Linked DNA regions of Gossypium hirsutum: regions 1 and 3 are each linked to region 2. A link is a contact called in public Hi-C data. All regions are on one chromosome and are shown on one strand. The core of a region is the stretch at or near the end of the contact, and the rest is flanking DNA. Distances in the headings are between cores, read along the strand shown. Region 1 holds the start of LOC107930114 (ATP-dependent Clp protease proteolytic subunit 4, chloroplastic). Region 2 holds the start of LOC107938342 (nuclear transcription factor Y subunit A-4). Region 3 holds the start of LOC107930111 (putative tRNA (cytidine(34)-2'-O)-methyltransferase).

Region 1 (2,700 bases), core at 68-2,567, 750 kb after region 2:
CCAAGAGTTGTAGCTTGCTGGAAATTTATACCATAGGCTCAGCCATGACCCGATGTCCATTTTAGGCTACTTGAGTTATTTTTAGTGGTTAGACTTGCTAGCTTATCAAGCACTAAGGTTCGGAAGTATTCTATAAGTGCTTTAGAGATGCTACTCTATTAAATGGGGTTTACAAACAAGATAGATCATTAAATCATTGCTATCAGGCTTCTTCAACAAGAAATATCAGGAAACAATGATAATCCATATCCAAGGAGAATCCCACTCCCATCAAATAAAAATTGCCATTTCATTTCCAAGAACCTAAACAATGATGTGTCCTAGTTGAAGAACAAACAGAGAATTCATTATTCAGTTTGTTAGGGGAATATTAAAGCGATCAAGATTTGAGAAATGGTACCTTCAGCCAGAGTTTTTCCAATAAAGTAACTCACCCAAGTCATGACTTGTCAGTTCAAGATTCATAGAAAAATAAGTTCTATTAGTGAATTCTCCTCTCTCTTTTTTTCTTAATTATGAAAATGCCCATTGATAAAATCATCGGATATGTATTTCCAAGATTCACACGCAGACTAAAATGTTCTTTCTTTCCCAGAGAGAAAACAATTTCACGGAACAGAGCAGAAGTTGTAGCAACAATGTGTTCTCTGCATTATTATCTTTGCCTAGGGTTACAGAGCAGCAGAACAAATATAAAATCCTGGAAAAAAAAAGGGGATACCTCAAAGAACCACCAGGGGAATTAATGAAGAGTCTGATATCTTTAGTAGGGTCCTGAGCGTCCAAAAGCAGCAACTGACTTATAATGGCATCGGCCGCAAAGTCATCAATGTTGTTACCTAGAAAAACGATTCGCTCCCTGAGCAACAACCCCATAGCGTCGGCCTCGGCCCCTCGCATGGCGGTGGCGGGGCTCTGAGGGGATGAAAATTTGAGGGAATTCGCAGTAGGTTTCAGTTTGAGAGATGAGGAGAGGGGTTTGGATGTGGGTGCGGAGCACGCAAAGGAAGGGTTTGGGAAAGTAAGAGAGAGTTTATGTTTAGGTTTGAGATGAAGAGAGGGGAAGGAAGGGGTTAGAGAAGATGAGAGGGATAGTAAACCCATGGCGCTTTGTGATGTTGGTGGTGCGTCGAGAAAACTCAGTCACAGATAAGCAACTACTCCGACCGAAGCCGCCGCCCCCTTTGCCCTTCGTTCTTGATATGATATCAGGCAAATACCGTTCCAATATTGTTATCCTCTTTTTTTCACTGAAGGTTTAAATATGTGAGAGGTCTTTATACTTTTGAAAAATGTGGACATTAGTCCGTATAGTATTGAGTCTCAAATGATTTAATATTTTTTAATATTATCTGAATTTACCTAGTTACTTTAGCTGGCCTAACTAGTATAAAATAAAGTATAAATATTAAAATTGATATATAATTTTGGTTTAATTTATAATTTTATACATGAATTTTTTATTTGATTCAATTCTCATAAATTATTAACACAATTACTGATATAGCTTTATTTTATGTTTATATATATATTTCATACACAAATACTTATATTTATCCAATATAAAAATATATTGATGTATTTATTTAAATATGTATGATTGAATCAAAATCAAAGTTTCATATATACATTTGAACCACAATTAAAGTTCCACGTATATAATTGTATCAAATCAAAGTTCATATATCAAATTGCACATTAGATCAAAATTCATGTGTAACACCCCTAACTAGTTCTGATATTTGGGACCTGATATAGGACTATTACATTTGGTGCTAAAGAGATCTTGACTAAACAGTAAGTAATTTCAAACATTAACTATAGCATTTAAACTTATTTAAGTCATTAATTATTATCTTAAATGTTTGAGGTCATCATCGGTCAATCGTTGACGTTTAAAAGTGATTTAAAAATGATTTTTTTAAGAAAAATAGAGGGCAAGTATCAGTACCAAAACATAGGGTATCGATACCTTAACAAGGTATCTGTACCCTTGACCAGTGTTGATACCAAAACGGCATTTTGGAACTCAAAATTTCAAAAATTTCATGTGGGTATCGATACCTATGTCCGAGGTATCGATACCAAATTGACATTCTATTTTTGAAAAACTCAATTCCAAACACTAGGTACCGATTCCTGACCCTTGGTATCGATACTTTAAGTCAAATTTGCTCAAAAATATTTGGAAAATTTGCTAAAAAACCCTTTGCAAAGAGTTTGAACCAATCCAACACTTAAAAACCAATTCAAAGCAATTCTAAATCAACCATTCTTAACCAATAATCATACCACATATGCATACACACATTTAAACTCTTATTAATTCATTTCCAATAATGCTAAAGTACTTAATTAATTTACCCACAATAAGTAAAACTTTTAAAGTTTACAAAATAACCTCTTTTTACCAAGTTAAATACCACACCACCTAATTCAAAGCAATTCTAAATCAACCATTCTTAACCAATAATCATACCACATATGCATACACACATTTAAACTCTTATTAATTCATTTCCAATAATGCTAAAGTACTTAATTAATTTACCCACAATAAGTAAAACTTTTAAAGTTTACAAAATAACCTCTTTTTACCAAGTTAAATACCACACCACCTATGTACATGTCATTCTAAATAAAAAAATCTATACATACACTTTTCGAGCTTGGCAATGTGATGAGATGAGCAGCTGACAA
Region 2 (2,737 bases), core at 219-2,718:
TCACTATCATCTAATATAACATAACTTATGTGCAAATCTGATGTTGACTTCCATCAAAATTCATAAATAAAAAAAAAGATTAATTGATTAAACATGAATCATATGCATAACACAAAAACATCAGAAAATTCTCACAGGAAAATTTTAAAATTTATGTTAAAATGAAGGCGGGTGGATCATTCCATTAATTCAAAGTTCAACTGATATAAAAATTTAGAACTTCGACAATCAAAACTAGCACCTAAAAAAGAAACTGATCCTCGAAATCTTATTCAAAATCAAGCCGAACTTAATACAACAGGGTAATTCAATTTCTAATTTTGCATCTGGTTATCTCTAATTCCACCCCCCACAATTCATGCTAATCTTCTTATCTCCTCCAAATTTCTCATCAAAAGAGCAAATTCCCATAACATCAAACCAAAAAGGGAAGTTTTTTACAAGATGCTAAATTAAAACCCTAAGATGACTCGAAAATTTTGAATCAAAAACAGGAAAAAGAAAGATCTTTTAAGAGAATAAATTTAAAAAAGGATAAAAACAGAGAACTTACAGTAAAAGAAGAAAAAGAAAAAGAAGATTGGAATTGGAGAAGCAAATGCCTAGAGATTGATTCAGTTTGGCTCTCTCTCTGCAACCATAACAGAGACATAGAGAAAGACAAATCTATCAAGCTTAATAAATTATCTTTATTTATATGTTTAAAATTTTAATAAGAGGTTTTTATTTGTTTCATTGACACAAATGTCGAACTTTTTGTCTTTTATAAGGTAGAAACTGAAGCTGTAACTACGAACCTTTCCAAATTTCTCCAAATAGATTAATTTATCACACAAATTACTTTATTTTATACTTTTTCGAATATTTATATTTATAATATAATTATGAATTGCAACGTTTTTTTACATATATTTTATGAAAATTAAAAATTTAATCCAATTAATTAGCATTGTTAAACCTGATTTAAAAATTAATTTATAAGGAATTAACAAAAATCAATAATTTAGAATTTTAGATGTAACAAATTAATAAAAACTAATAATTGAAATTCATGTTTTTATCAACAATTAAACTAACTTTTAAATTTCTATAAAATATAAAAATAAAATCCTAAAAATTAATTATTAGTATATAAATGTAAAAAAGACCTCGTTGTAATTAAATATTCCTAAAAAAGAAAAAATGGTTAAATAGTGGGAAATACTTAAATCAAACAATGTTATCGGGTACATATAAGATAAAATAATAAAAATAAAGTAGTGGGTGGAGATGATTTTATGGTAGTGGGTCAAGCAAATAAGTAGGCAGTGGGAATTTCAACTTGTCATCATCTCTTTTTTCCAACGGCTGTGGAGTGGACTCCTTTCTTTTGCTTCTTTTTAAGATCATACTATTTTCAGCAAAGCTTCAGCTACAATTCCTTCTTTTTCTAATCATACAACTCTGGTTGAGGAGCTTTTGTCAAGTGTTATTCAATTCTTTTTCTTCCCTTTTTTCATAATTAATACTCATTACCCGATTATACAGATCCAAGGAACTGTTGAAAATGGCAAAATTAGAACTAGGGTTGGGTTTGGATCCGAGACAGATTCCAAGAGGCGCTCTTTCTTCTTCTTCTTTTATTATTATTATTATTAAATTCCAGTTTTATTACATGACAAAAAAGAGTGGCGTGGACACCGGACAGAGAGACATGGTTGACAGCGGTGACACATGTTATGCACACACCACGTGTCGTGTGATCAGGATGACATCGTTGAGGTCCATGTTATTTAGATCTTGCCACGTTCTTACTATTTTTTATCATTCTGTCTTTTTCACTTGCCAACCATCGTCGCTTGCTTAACGGCGTTTTATGTCCCCCTTTAACCACGCCATTATTGTTTTCATCCTAGGTAACAAGACACCCCCCAAAACAATTAACTGTAGGTGGAATAATTTTCTTGATCCAAATCTGTACATTATCAACTAAACCAAAGAACTTATTCCCTTTCAAAAATAGTAGAAAATAATAAGAGAGTGTAAACGTCGAGGCAGTCGCAGACGAAAGCGTAGGTATGTCTTATACAGTTGAGACAGGGTAAGAGGCTACGCAGTAGCAACTACCAAACTAAGTACACTACTAGCATCAGTTATGGATGGAGGAATTGATATTGTATTAAAAAGATTGCTGCGCTTTAGTCAACATCACCAGACTAGAGGCCCTCTCATCATCATCGACACATATGTAATGTAGATGTAGATTTTACTTTTTCTCACTTCTTACGCTATGCAAATGAAAAGAAAGCCTTGCTTTTCCCTTTTTGTTTTACTAATAAAGGAAACAAAATTAAACCACCCACCTCATTTGTATTAATAAATAAAACTCCATTCTCCATAAGAAAACATCGCACACCACCTAAAAAACTTTCACATTCTTTTAGCAGCCTTTGTAAGATAACCACTCTTCCTCTATTTGGTGAGTTGATAGGCAAAGCTTTTACTACGATTTACAGGCTGAGCAGCAGAATGAACAAAAACAAATTTACAAGTTTCAACTGAAATTGGTATCTCAGCATGTCGCTACCAACTCTCCCAAGGCCACTACGGTGTCAGCACAGAAAAGGGTTACTCTACAAGACTTTTACTTAATTCACCTGAGTCTCACCTACAATCATGGAAACATGCCCTCGAGGTACTTATCAAAGTCTTCGTCACCATCGTCACTTTCATGATTGATAGCTGAAGATGATGCCCT
Region 3 (2,700 bases), core at 86-2,585, 600 kb after region 2:
GATAGAAAAATATATGCCAAACTGTACTATGAACTGATGAACAATTAGGAAGTGCCCAATTTGAATAGAATCTTAAATTGAAAATAGAGAGAAAGGGTGTCCATGCATTTCATTCAGCAGGAAAAAAGGTATCTAAAGAACACAAATATGGGAGGATACGGCCAGTAATCCAGTCCAGCACGTTTTAATTTAGTATCATCCACTTTAAATCCTAATGGCTGAAAAAATACAACAGCAGAAGCATCTTAAATAAAAGGTCAAGGTTGGCAAAAATAAGTAAAGTAAAACAAAAAAGAGAGAAGAGAAGAGAAGAGAAAAAGATACCCCAACAAGGTGAAGGGCAACAGCTGAGGCAGCGCATGTTCTTGCAATGCAACCTGCATTTCCAGGAATCTGAAGGGATGGGCAAGGGCAGAAAAGGGAAAACAATTAAGTAGAGGTGCTTGTATATGAGCTAAAACACGTTAAAGATGAAAAATACAGTAGATACCTGAGGAGAAACTAAGACGACTTGAAGCAATTTTTGTTGGGGGTCAGGGGCAGGCAGAGAGTTGTTCCCATTTCCTGTTTCAACTTCAGCAACAACCCAGCCCACAAAGAAAGAAGATTAAGAAAGGCAGTGAACTTAATTAATTAAGAAACTTAATTAATTAAGACCAAAAAACAAGCATATATACATATATCAGTGGAGAGAGAAAAGGGTCTTACTCTTAGTCTTAGTGTGAGTGTCAGCCCTGGTATTAGAGAAAGAAGAGAGGCGTGGTATGCGTAGGGAAGAAGGGCGAAAGTTTGGGAACAAAGAAAGAGAAGAAGTATTGTTAATATGTCTTAGGCTTTGAAGAAGATGGGATTGGGAATAATATGGGACTGCTCTCATTCTTGCTCTTACGCTCAAAAGAGAGACAGATACCAATGCAGATAAAATGCTACACCTATTGGGTTTGACCTTTCTTTCTCTCTGGGTGGGATCACTGGATAACTTCACTAATACATATTACTTACTAATTACTATCACTAAGTAAATAACCCAGTTTTTCTTCTTCTTTTTCTCTTTAACCCTCTTGGCCTTGGCCTGCTACCTTTCCTAATGTCCTCCTTCCTTTATAAAACTAAAAAATAAAATAAAATAAAGGGTTTTTCCCTGGTTGGAAAGGAAGGCTGGGTGGCTCAGATCAAAACGACGATTCCCTCTGCCTCTTCCACTCAATCTTAACAAGATACAGGTCTCCTTTCTTTTCTTTTTTCTTTGCTCAATCGAGAGATCGACTTGAACTTGGGCCGCCTCATCCGCCAGAAGAGTTTAAGCAAAATACGAGAGATTCGAAAAATAGATTTAAATGAAATTTAAGATCATTTTTTTATATGGGTTAGATTTTGAGTAAATATTTTTCTCCAGACCCAACCCAATGTTATAAAATAATATTATATTAATTATATATATTAAATAATAATTATATATATTTATATTTATATTAAATTATTAATTCAATAATTATTGTACAAAATCTAAGAAAAATAATAATTTATATTTAGCTCAATAAAATATTTATTATATTTATTTTAATTTTTTAATATAATAAAACATTTAATATAATTATTTTTTAATGTGTTAAAAAATTATTTTAATCTTTAATTAGATAATGAATTAATATTTTTTTTCATCTAAATTCTATTTATTTTGAGTCAGATAGTGTTGGTTGAGTCTATTTTACCATTGCTCTAGTACTAATTTATGTTATCTATTTTAAAATAAATTGTATTGATATAACTCCTTCATTAATTTTTTTATTCATTCATTTTAGAATACCAAATGATTTTCTATCTTTTAACTAGTGTATTATATTTTTAGAAAAATTAAATATGAATAAATCAAGTCGGACTGAATTTATTTTTTCTTAAATCAGAATAAATTTAAACAAAAAAAATAAATCTATTTTTTAAGCTAGACCTAGACTTAAAAAAAATAATCTAAATACTTTATATAAACCCCACCCCACCCCAACCCAACCCATCAGCGGCTAGATCGACTGCGTCCCTTTTATCCTGGTCCGATTGGTAACCTGTAAAAGCTTTTCCGTAAAAGATTTTCAGGCTTTTCTGATGTTTGGTTGCTTGAAAATGATTTTCCAGGGTAAAATGTTTTACAAAACACAGGAAAAGGAGGGCTTTTTTTTAAGGAAAATGTCTTACTCTTTTGAAATTGGTAAGACATTTTCCGGAAATTGACACTTCTTCTCCCCTTTCCCCTTCCCCTTCCCCTTCCCCTTTTGAAATCGGTAAGCCATTTTCAATGTTGAAGAAGCCATTTTCAATGTTGGCTTATCTTAGGCCATGACTGAGACGATGGCTTGAAACCCGGGTAGAAATAAGACCAATCGAAAACCTTGGAAGCAACAAATCACAAGGGCATAAGCTGTTGAATAAGCTGTGGGTCTTGAGGCAGATGTGGCATCTTTTGAACCACCGGGGAATCAGATGTGGGTCTTGAGGCAGATGGGGCATATTTTAATACTTCCCACCATGGTGGGCGTTGCAGAAATAGTGGACTTTTGTGATTTTCTATCCCCTACTCCCGAAGAGCAAGCAGCACGTGATGCAGCTGTGCATTCTGTTTTTGATGTTATCAAGTACATATGGCCTGCCTGCAAGGTATGATTGGCGGCCTCTCTTTCTCTCATGCACAAAAGCACACACATATAA

The links. Hi-C and Micro-C count contacts between places; a contact is called where the count stands out from the background.
Region 1: a contact with region 2 is called in a Hi-C map of leaf, with 2.0 times the contacts expected there. The contact joins the promoter of LOC107930114 here to the promoter of LOC107938342 in region 2. A contact is called at or near these places in 2 of 34 Hi-C or Micro-C datasets (both in leaf).
Region 3: a contact with region 2 is called in a Hi-C map of leaf, with 3 times the contacts expected there. The contact joins the promoter of LOC107930111 here to the promoter of LOC107938342 in region 2. A contact is called at or near these places in 2 of 34 Hi-C or Micro-C datasets (both in leaf).

Annotation. Positions count from the first base shown.
Region 1 is chrA08:108,765,223-108,767,922 of Gossypium_hirsutum_v2.1, forward strand. It overlaps LOC107930114 (ATP-dependent Clp protease proteolytic subunit 4, chloroplastic), which reads right to left and starts at 1,318. Exons shown (of 2, transcript XM_016861685.2): 1 at 722-1,318. The coding sequence starts at 1,104.
Region 2 is chrA08:108,019,727-108,022,463 of Gossypium_hirsutum_v2.1, forward strand. LOC107938342 (nuclear transcription factor Y subunit A-4) reads right to left here and starts at 1,469. Exons shown (of 7, transcript XM_016871460.2): 1 at 554-1,469. It overlaps LOC107938335 (protein FRA10AC1), which reads right to left. Exons shown (of 11, transcript XM_016871448.2): 11 at 2,330-2,737. The coding sequence ends at 2,654.
Region 3 is chrA08:108,619,870-108,622,569 of Gossypium_hirsutum_v2.1, forward strand. It overlaps LOC107930111 (putative tRNA (cytidine(34)-2'-O)-methyltransferase), which reads right to left and starts at 1,336. Exons shown (of 9, transcript XM_041074372.1): 1 at 709-1,336; 2 at 491-564; 3 at 325-393; 4 at 160-218. The coding sequence starts at 877. LOC107930081 (terminal nucleotidyltransferase 4B) reads left to right here and starts at 1,945. Exons shown (of 7, transcript XM_016861645.2): 1 at 1,945-2,649. The coding sequence starts at 2,476.